2 separate regions of the Sus scrofa genome follow, and region 2 is linked to region 1. A link is a contact called in public Hi-C data. All regions are on one chromosome and are shown on one strand. The core of a region is the stretch at or near the end of the contact, and the rest is flanking DNA. Distances in the headings are between cores, read along the strand shown. Region 1 holds the start of KLF7 (Kruppel like factor 7). Region 2 overlaps KLF7 (Kruppel like factor 7).

Region 1 (3,911 bases), core at 512-3,011:
TAAGAAGGCGAGACAGCTGAGAAGGGTGATTAAGGTGGATATGTTTCTTCCACTGCAGGGTGAATTAAGTTTCTCATCTCTGAAGAAATACCAAATTCTGCAATCATTCCAGAAGTGGAAGTTCAGCTCTCAGTGCATTTTGGGGAAGCTTGAACGACTAACCACTTAAGGTCAAGCAAACAACTGTTCAACCCCAACAACGTGCGTAGTGCAAGGGTTTCACCTAAGAGACAACAGGGTCTCTATAGATAAAACTCTATATGATAGCTTCAGAAAGTAATTCGGTTCCTCTCCTCTCACCACCGCACTTTGGGCAGGTAGACATCCTCTCTCCAAGCCACATGGGGAGCCTTGCCTTTAACACCAGAGCAAGTTGCCAGCTCCAGCCTGCACCCCACGTCCACCCAGCTTCCCTCTATTGTCTTTAACACACTCCAGTAAAGTGTCCCCTTCCAGTCAGCGCTAACTGGGGGTCTGACCCCGGCTGCATTCCCCCTTCACGGGGTCAGAAGGCAGGACAGGCTGGGGGGCGGGGGGCGCACCGCGGCGCCAAGGGGCGTGGGGGGCGGGGACTGCGTGCGGGCGCGGGGCGGGCACAGGCTGCTCTCTGCGCTCCGCTCCCCTTTGTTCTGCTCCATTGTGAGCGGCACTTTCTCCTCTGGCGCTTCTTCTCTGCACCCTGGCAGCCTGTGGGGAATTCGTGAAGGGGCTTTTGGTGACTTTTTCTTTCCCGCCCCCCACGCCGGTTTATCTTTTAGGAAGTGAGGAAGTCCTTTGCGCTGCCCCTCCCTCGCGGTTCCCCGCCCCCGGGCCTAGGAGGTAGGTGGAGTGGGAAGTGGCCGGCCCTCCTCCCCACGCTGGCTTCTCAGTCCCCCGCCCCGCTCCTCCTCCAGGAGGCATCTTAACCCAGCGTTCTGGACTTTCACCTCCTGACCGGCCGCGTCCACGCCAGAACGGCAACATGCGACCCTTTCCCTTCTCAGGGGAACCGGCTCCGAACGCCCTGGCTCCGCTAGGCACCAAAGCGAGGGTCGGAGGCCGGCGTGCAGCCCGATCCCGGCCGCCTCGGCGTCCCCGGAGCCAGCGCAAGTGTCGCCGCGACCCTCCCCGTCCCTCGCGCTCGTGTTACCCGGCAGCCCGGCGGCAGCCTCAGCCCCCTTATATAGCCCTCTAAAAATAGCTCGCCTCGCACCGCCTTGTAAGGCAGCAGGGAGATCCGCAGCGCGCCAATCCAAGCCCGTCGCCAGGACCAAGCCCCGCCCCAGGCCTCGCTTCGTGCTCCCCATTGGTCTTCAGTGACTTCATGAGCCCCCTGTTTACCTTACATGGTCACACGCGGCCTAATGGACGCCCTCCTCCGAGATCCCACGGCTGCGCGGAGAGCCGGGCGGAGGGAGGGAGTTTGGGGAGGGGGAAGAGCAGGAGGAGGAGAAAAGGAGGGGGGGAAGACTACAAACTAGCAAGGATGGGGTGGGGGGTGGGGAGGAAGGAAAGGGGGGGAGAGAAGCGATCGCGAGAAAAAAAAAATGCAACCTCCCAAAATAAAGAGCAAAGATTGCATTAGGAGCGAACAGCGCTGCAGAAATAGATGGCAGCTTCGTGTCAGTGAGTTTGCATCCCCCTTCCTGATCCACGAGCTGGAGTGATTAGAGCCCTGGAAGGGAATTGTTACTCCCGTGGAGAAGTCCCCTTTTCCTGGCAGCCGTCTGCACTGTACACGCTGGATGCCTCTTTCCATCCGCCCCACTCAGTCTCTCCTTTCTCACCTCCTCTCTCCCTCTCTCCTGCATTGATTTTTTTTTTTTTTCCTTTTTAGTTGACTGAAACAAAACAAAACAAAAGGGCCACTGGATGTCTGCCTTCTTGGGGGGTGAGCCAGACAGACTGACAAACAAACAGACCCAACTGTGTTCGGGGGAGGGTTTCTCCTCCCGTTTTGCCCGGCAGCAGCAGCATGGACGTGTTGGCTAGTTATAGTATATTCCAGGAGCTACAACTTGTCCACGACACCGGCTACTTCTCAGCTTTGCCATCCCTGGAGGAGACCTGGCAGCAGGTGAATGATTTAAATTACTTGTGTAAATCGTGTGGCGGCGGCGGAGGCGCAGGGGCTGCGTTGGTGTGGGCTTGGGGTTGAATTTTGTGTTGTTGTTGTTTATTTTTTTCCCCCTTTTTGGCTGTTTGTTATTTAAAATGTTTTCGGAAACAGTCATCTGCTTACCTCTCCACCCACCCCCTAACCCCTTAGTGTGCCGAGCTGAGCAGCCGGTCTGAGCTGCCTGCGTTTCAGTCGCCAACACGCATCCTTGCGCACACGTTGTCGAGCTCAGTGTCCCCCAGCAGAGACCTCCCTAACTTCTGGGGTTCGGAGGAGAGGGTTGGGAAGGTGGTTTGGGTTACAAGTCGTCGGTGACAGGTACCGCTTCCCTATATGCAGGAGCTCTACCTACTTGAATCTTGAACCTTAAATCAGGTTCATCTCTTTCAACTGTGCTAACGACCGTCAGGTGGAGGGGAGGCGGTAGGAGCAAAGCGGAGTGTTTTCCCAGTAATTAGGGAGTATCTGTAAAGAATAGAAACTTGATTTTGAGATTAGAAGGTGGGCAGAAAGAAGAGGAGCCCAGTGATAAGAGATACTTGAGGATATTTCCGAGGAGGACTGGAAGATGTTATCTGTCTAATGCTGAACGTGCATTGTAGGTCTTTCCAGTGCAACGTCTTCAGAAAGAGAACACCTTCTCTATGTGTGTCCTTGCTTCTCTTTTTTTGGAGGGGTCCCTCTCCACTTGGCACAACCTCTGACAAAGGGTGATGTGTACTTCCATGCCTCTGACTTTGTCTTAGAGGACTAGTTAAGAAACTCCTAAGATGCTGAAGGGCACTGATGCCAAGTTGGCTGGGTGTCCCAGTAAGGGGGAAGTGGGGCTGGTGACAAGTTCCCTGGGCTTTGTGAAGTGGAATAAAGAAAGTGCTGGTCAGTGGAAAGTGCTAGATCTGCTGCGGAAATGGTGGTTTTCTCAGTAAGGATTAGGAGCTGCTGAGGGGACATTAAATGCAGGAAAGATGGTGGATGGGGGAGTGGAGGAACACGAGTAGTCTTTCAAAATTCTGCAGTGTGCATCATGGAAAGTCCAAGAAGACGGTTTGAATTTGCACATTGGAAGTGCGAACCTGCATGGTCCGCCTTGGAAAAACGTGCTTGCCCTTGAGGAGGGGCTGCAAGAAGCTTGGTGTGTGGCTGCTCGTGTAACTTCTCCGCTCCGTGACAGCAGCTTGTTAAGGCTAATGAACGGCTGAATTTCCTCTGCCAGTATCCAAAGCGGGATTTGCCAGCTTGAGCCTAGGATGTAACAGTAGCTGCTTTAGGGAGAGAGGTTTGGCTTTTGGTGTAAGGAGCCAATCCTCTCTCTGTACCATTGTTACTAGTTGCTATTCTCCCTTCTGATCTGAGGCTATGAGTTTCTCCAGGTACTGGCCTCCGGTGTCTCTGCGTCCACACATGCATTCCTGCCCAAGGATGCTGGCTGATGGATTTGACCATCTCCCTCTAAATGCACACACAGCTCAAGCGTTTTTAACATAAGGCATTTCTTCAGTGTATCCTTTCCCTCATCCTTAAGGAGACTATCTCACCAAGGGTCTCACTAGAGCTTTTTCGTTCTTTTATTTCACATGCTAATTAAACCAAAAGGTGGCCAGAATTTCATTTTCTGAAATAGTCTTCATTTCACACTGTCAGCCCACTGGTGTCGAATCCGTTTCCTATTAACAACTGTCTAGACAGGTTAGGGAAGAGAATCTGTTGATTTAGTCAGCCTGCCCAAGGCAGCCCTTGTTTGTGACCAACTGTTAAGCAGTGTTGGAGGGAAGAAAGTTGGCTTTATTTGTTACAACGTTCCCTCCTGATGAAT
Region 2 (3,840 bases), core at 308-2,807, 84 kb after region 1:
AGGGAGAAGACCAAAAAGGCTAAAATGGTAAATTACTGTAGGTTCTGGAGAAAAATAGCATTAGAAGCATTTGTGGTTCAGATGAAAATAGCACATTTCCTTTCTGCTTGGAGTGTGGGGGGTCAGAGTGCTCCAAGGAATAGAAAATAAATAAAAATTGATCCCTCACCCATCCGAGGAGATGCTCTGGCTCTGGGAACTGAAATGATGGCTCTAGATTTGAAGATCTTGTGAAACCACTTTTGAAGGTTAATAATAATAGCAATAATAACAATAAAAACATCCAGAGACTAAAAGAAAACTATGATATGCTCTGTTGGGAAATGTAGTTCTTTCCAAGTCTGAAGAATAGGCAGCAGACCCTGATCAGGTGTATCGCCCTTTTGTTCCTGTTGCTGACCATGGTCATTCCATCTCTTCTTGCAGGTGAGAAGCCTTATAAGTGCTCATGGGAAGGGTGTGAGTGGCGTTTTGCACGAAGCGATGAGCTCACAAGGCACTACAGGAAACACACAGGTGCAAAGCCCTTTAAATGCAACCACTGCGACAGGTAAAGAAACTAAGAAGCTCCTGGGATGGGGAAGGGAGATGGTAGAGTGGGCGGGAGGGTGGGCGGGTCGTGTGCTCTTGGGTTTATCTCAAGTGTGTCTCCCAGAGACTCAGGTGTGGGCATGCCTTTTACTTCTCCACTGAAAACACCTATGAGATAAGGGTGCCTTCTTGCATGTAATCCAGAGATGGTATGAATGCTTGGTTCAGTTACGCAAGTATTTCATGAACACCAGAACCATGTTAGTCACTGGGTATCAGTAAGACAGAGCTCCTACCTCCAAGGAGATGACTGACACATGATTCTAGTATAATAGGAAAAGTAGCAGGATAGAGAATGGTCACCTGTTGCTTCTGATCTTTTTATTAACATCAATACCATTTTTCCTCTCATCCTTAACAACATGAGAGCATAGAAAGCCTGCTTAACAGAGGGAAGGTTAGTTACAAGGCTTTCCTTTGAGCGCTGCTAGGAATGCAGTTACTGAAGAGAGTTCTCATTCTTTGGGGGCCTGAACCATCCTTTCTTTGAGAATAGGTGCACAGGTCTAAAAGATGGCCAGGCTTTGAGAACTGATCCTATAATTCAATTTCAAACCTTCAGCATTTGATAGTGGAAGAAAGAGCACGTAGCAACAGATACTACACAAGTAATAGTATCTGACAGCCCTGGCATTATCAACCAATAAACCCCAAAATGGAGACTCTGCAGGCCAAGGTGAAGGCAGGATTAGGTTTAGTCATAATCAAATAATGGGCTTGCATCTGAGCGTGTTATCCTTCTAATCCTATTTCTGTGTTTAAAAGGAAGCTTAAGAAAATTAACCATCTTTTTAATGCAATACTAAAGGTCTCGGTTATGATGAGAGAAATGCTTCTAATACGATAAAAGCCCTGAAAGCCTCAGGGTTCCCCGGCTCGGCCAGCCGCTCGCAGGATGGCAGGAGGGCTGTGCAGGATGTCCGCAGAGGCCTGGCTCTGCGTCGGAGGAAATGCGATCGCTTTCGCATCCTGCCTCCCCCATCCTTGTGCCGGCACCTCCCTTGCCAGACCTTCCTCTGGAGTAGTGCCTGTTTGTTTGGAGAGTCGGGCAGGAGTGGCCAGATCTCATGGGTGGCCAGTTGGCTTGGTGCTCCTTTAAGATGCTTATAAAGGAGCGATCATGTTTTTCCTCCTTTTTTTTTTTTTTCCTTCTTCCTGAAGAGGCTATTTTCCTCTTATCTTCATTCTTTAAGAACTAAATAAAGCCCCCAGGCCTCCTGGAGCCTGAAGATAACCTCCCACCCCAGGGCTAAGGAAGTACACTCCATGAAGCTATTGTCTCTCATCCCCTTGGAGCTCCCTTCTGCTAACCTTCCTGCCCCCCCCAACAACCTGTTTTTTAATGTCTCTCCCATTACCTTGAGGGCTCCCTGAATTTATGTGAATCCGCAGTTGTTCTTTTATAGATTATATTTCAGTGATGATCTTCTCTCAACTCCCATCTCAAGGGCATTCCTCTCTGACCCTGGCTACTAATAGAGAAGGGACATAGATGGTCACTCTTGGTCCACAGCTTGGAGAAAGAACATTATTATATTAAGGGGGATGCAGAGGAATCCTTTATCAGTTACCCAAATAATGGTGGTAGTAGGTACAGATGAGGCACCCTGTCCTGAAGGGTGGTGAGGTTCTTCCCTGGAGATGGAGCATTATGGACAGCCATTATCCTTGGAAACAGACAGAGAATTCTTAGGGGGAAATTACCAGTTAGTATTCTTCTCTTCTTGTCTCCTGAGTTATTAAGCCATATGCAGCTGTCTAGCACTTGACATATGAGGATTCAGTCTGACCATTGGTGTGATTTATATGAAGAAATGCTTCAAACCCATTGGATATTTCAGTGAAGGACATGTCAGGGATGGAAAATTTACCTAGTTCTCTGTGCTCTTTTCTTCATCACAATATACCTGGGTTTCTGTAGCTAGAAATCTGCTGAGGTGATGGCACAAGTTCTGTAACATGGTACTTGGGGAAGCTGGTGAGTAGCTCAAAGTCCTGTGGTGTGGGCTGAGGGTCAGTGTGTTTTCACCAATGTCAGAAACCAGGGAGTGGAGTTGACTGGTGTCTCCTGACAGGTAGCACCTTATACTTCAATTGCAGGAACTGCACTGAGAATTAAAGCAGGTCTGGGAGACAGCGTAGGGAGTTGGAGTGGTCCCAGAGCCAATGAAAGGAAAGCCTGGAGTGGCTGGGGACTTGATGTTCCATAGAGGAGTTTGACCTTCAGAAACAGGGCATCTGTAGTCCTCTGCAGGACACAGAATCCTGATAGTACCACAGTGCATGTGAGCGCAGAAACCTATCTCTTGCCTTGTATAATTGGAGCAATCTGACCACCCTATTTAGAAGCTAAACTAGGATTGGGGTTTCTGGTCCTTAAAGCATGGACCAAGTCTAACTTATGCTTGCATTTCGCCTATAGGGTAGATTCAAAAAAATACATGAGTTTTTGTTTGTTTTGCTAACATTTAAAATTGCTAAATGTCACAAAAATCTCTATTCCTGGCTTTTTGTGGAAAAATCAGAAGATTTGGTAAGAGTGGGCTCACAGTCCCATGTGGCCATAATTTTCTGGAGCTGGAGAGTCATCACGTCCTATCATGGTGGCCATGTGATCACTCATGTGTCGCTGCGCCCCCACCCCCGCCCCAGTCTCCTCGGTGTGCAGCGTCAATTGCCAAGGGTCATCCCACGGACTGTTGTCTCCTCCTACTGGAGAGGGCTATTCCTCCATCTCTGTGCCTTGTCAGCAGTGGAATCAGATGGTTTCAAAGTGCTGTGTTTCCTACACTTGACCCATCGCATCCTTTTACTTGATCTGTCTGGCCCCTGAAGACGTTGGGTTTTAGGACCTCTGGCTTTAGGTTCGGGCTAGAGAAGAAAGCAGTGAGGTGGCTCTGCCATTTCTTAATGAGCACTGAGCAGGGCAGCGCACTAAGTGGTCAACTGTTAGGGGCCAGCCCAAAGAGCATGGCTCCTGACGGCAGTTATCAGGGCTGTTTCCACAAGAGAAATACGCAGATATAATCCAGGGAGACAGCTCCTAGGGTAGTACCTCCAAGATCTTGGGGAGTTGAGAGGAGGCATTTTGACCTTTGATCTCCACGTCAGCCCACTTCTAGGTGTTGAGAAATAGCAACCTGAATCTAGCCCTTTGGGGCCCTGGAGGGTTGTTATTGGTTTAATGCCCATGTGACTTTAGTGGGCCTTTTTCATAAGCAAGAGAAAGGACAATAGGGGTTTGACTAG

What was found. Hi-C and Micro-C count contacts between places; a contact is called where the count stands out from the background.
Region 2: a contact with region 1 is called in a Hi-C map of liver, with 8 times the contacts expected there. The contact joins the enhancer-like site here to the promoter of KLF7 in region 1. A contact is called at or near these places in 8 of 47 Hi-C or Micro-C datasets (embryonic fibroblasts, heart right ventricle, liver and 4 more) and 1 of 2 datasets of contacts at active chromatin or transcription factors (skeletal muscle).

The regions. Positions count from the first base shown.
Region 1 is chr15:110,376,952-110,380,862 of Sscrofa11.1, reverse strand. KLF7 (Kruppel like factor 7) reads left to right here and starts at 1,761. Exons shown (of 4, transcript NM_001097487.1): 1 at 1,761-2,056. The coding sequence starts at 1,955.
Region 2 is chr15:110,292,613-110,296,452 of Sscrofa11.1, reverse strand. It overlaps KLF7 (Kruppel like factor 7), which reads left to right. Exons shown (of 4, transcript NM_001097487.1): 3 at 427-550. Among named protein-coding and RNA genes, the nearest start is that of KLF7, 85 kb to the left of the region's middle. Within about 2 kb of position 1,557, at least 3 of the 83 cell types and tissues checked have an H3K27ac peak or open chromatin away from gene starts, as enhancers often do. A contact at or near this core is called in liver, where this site is marked.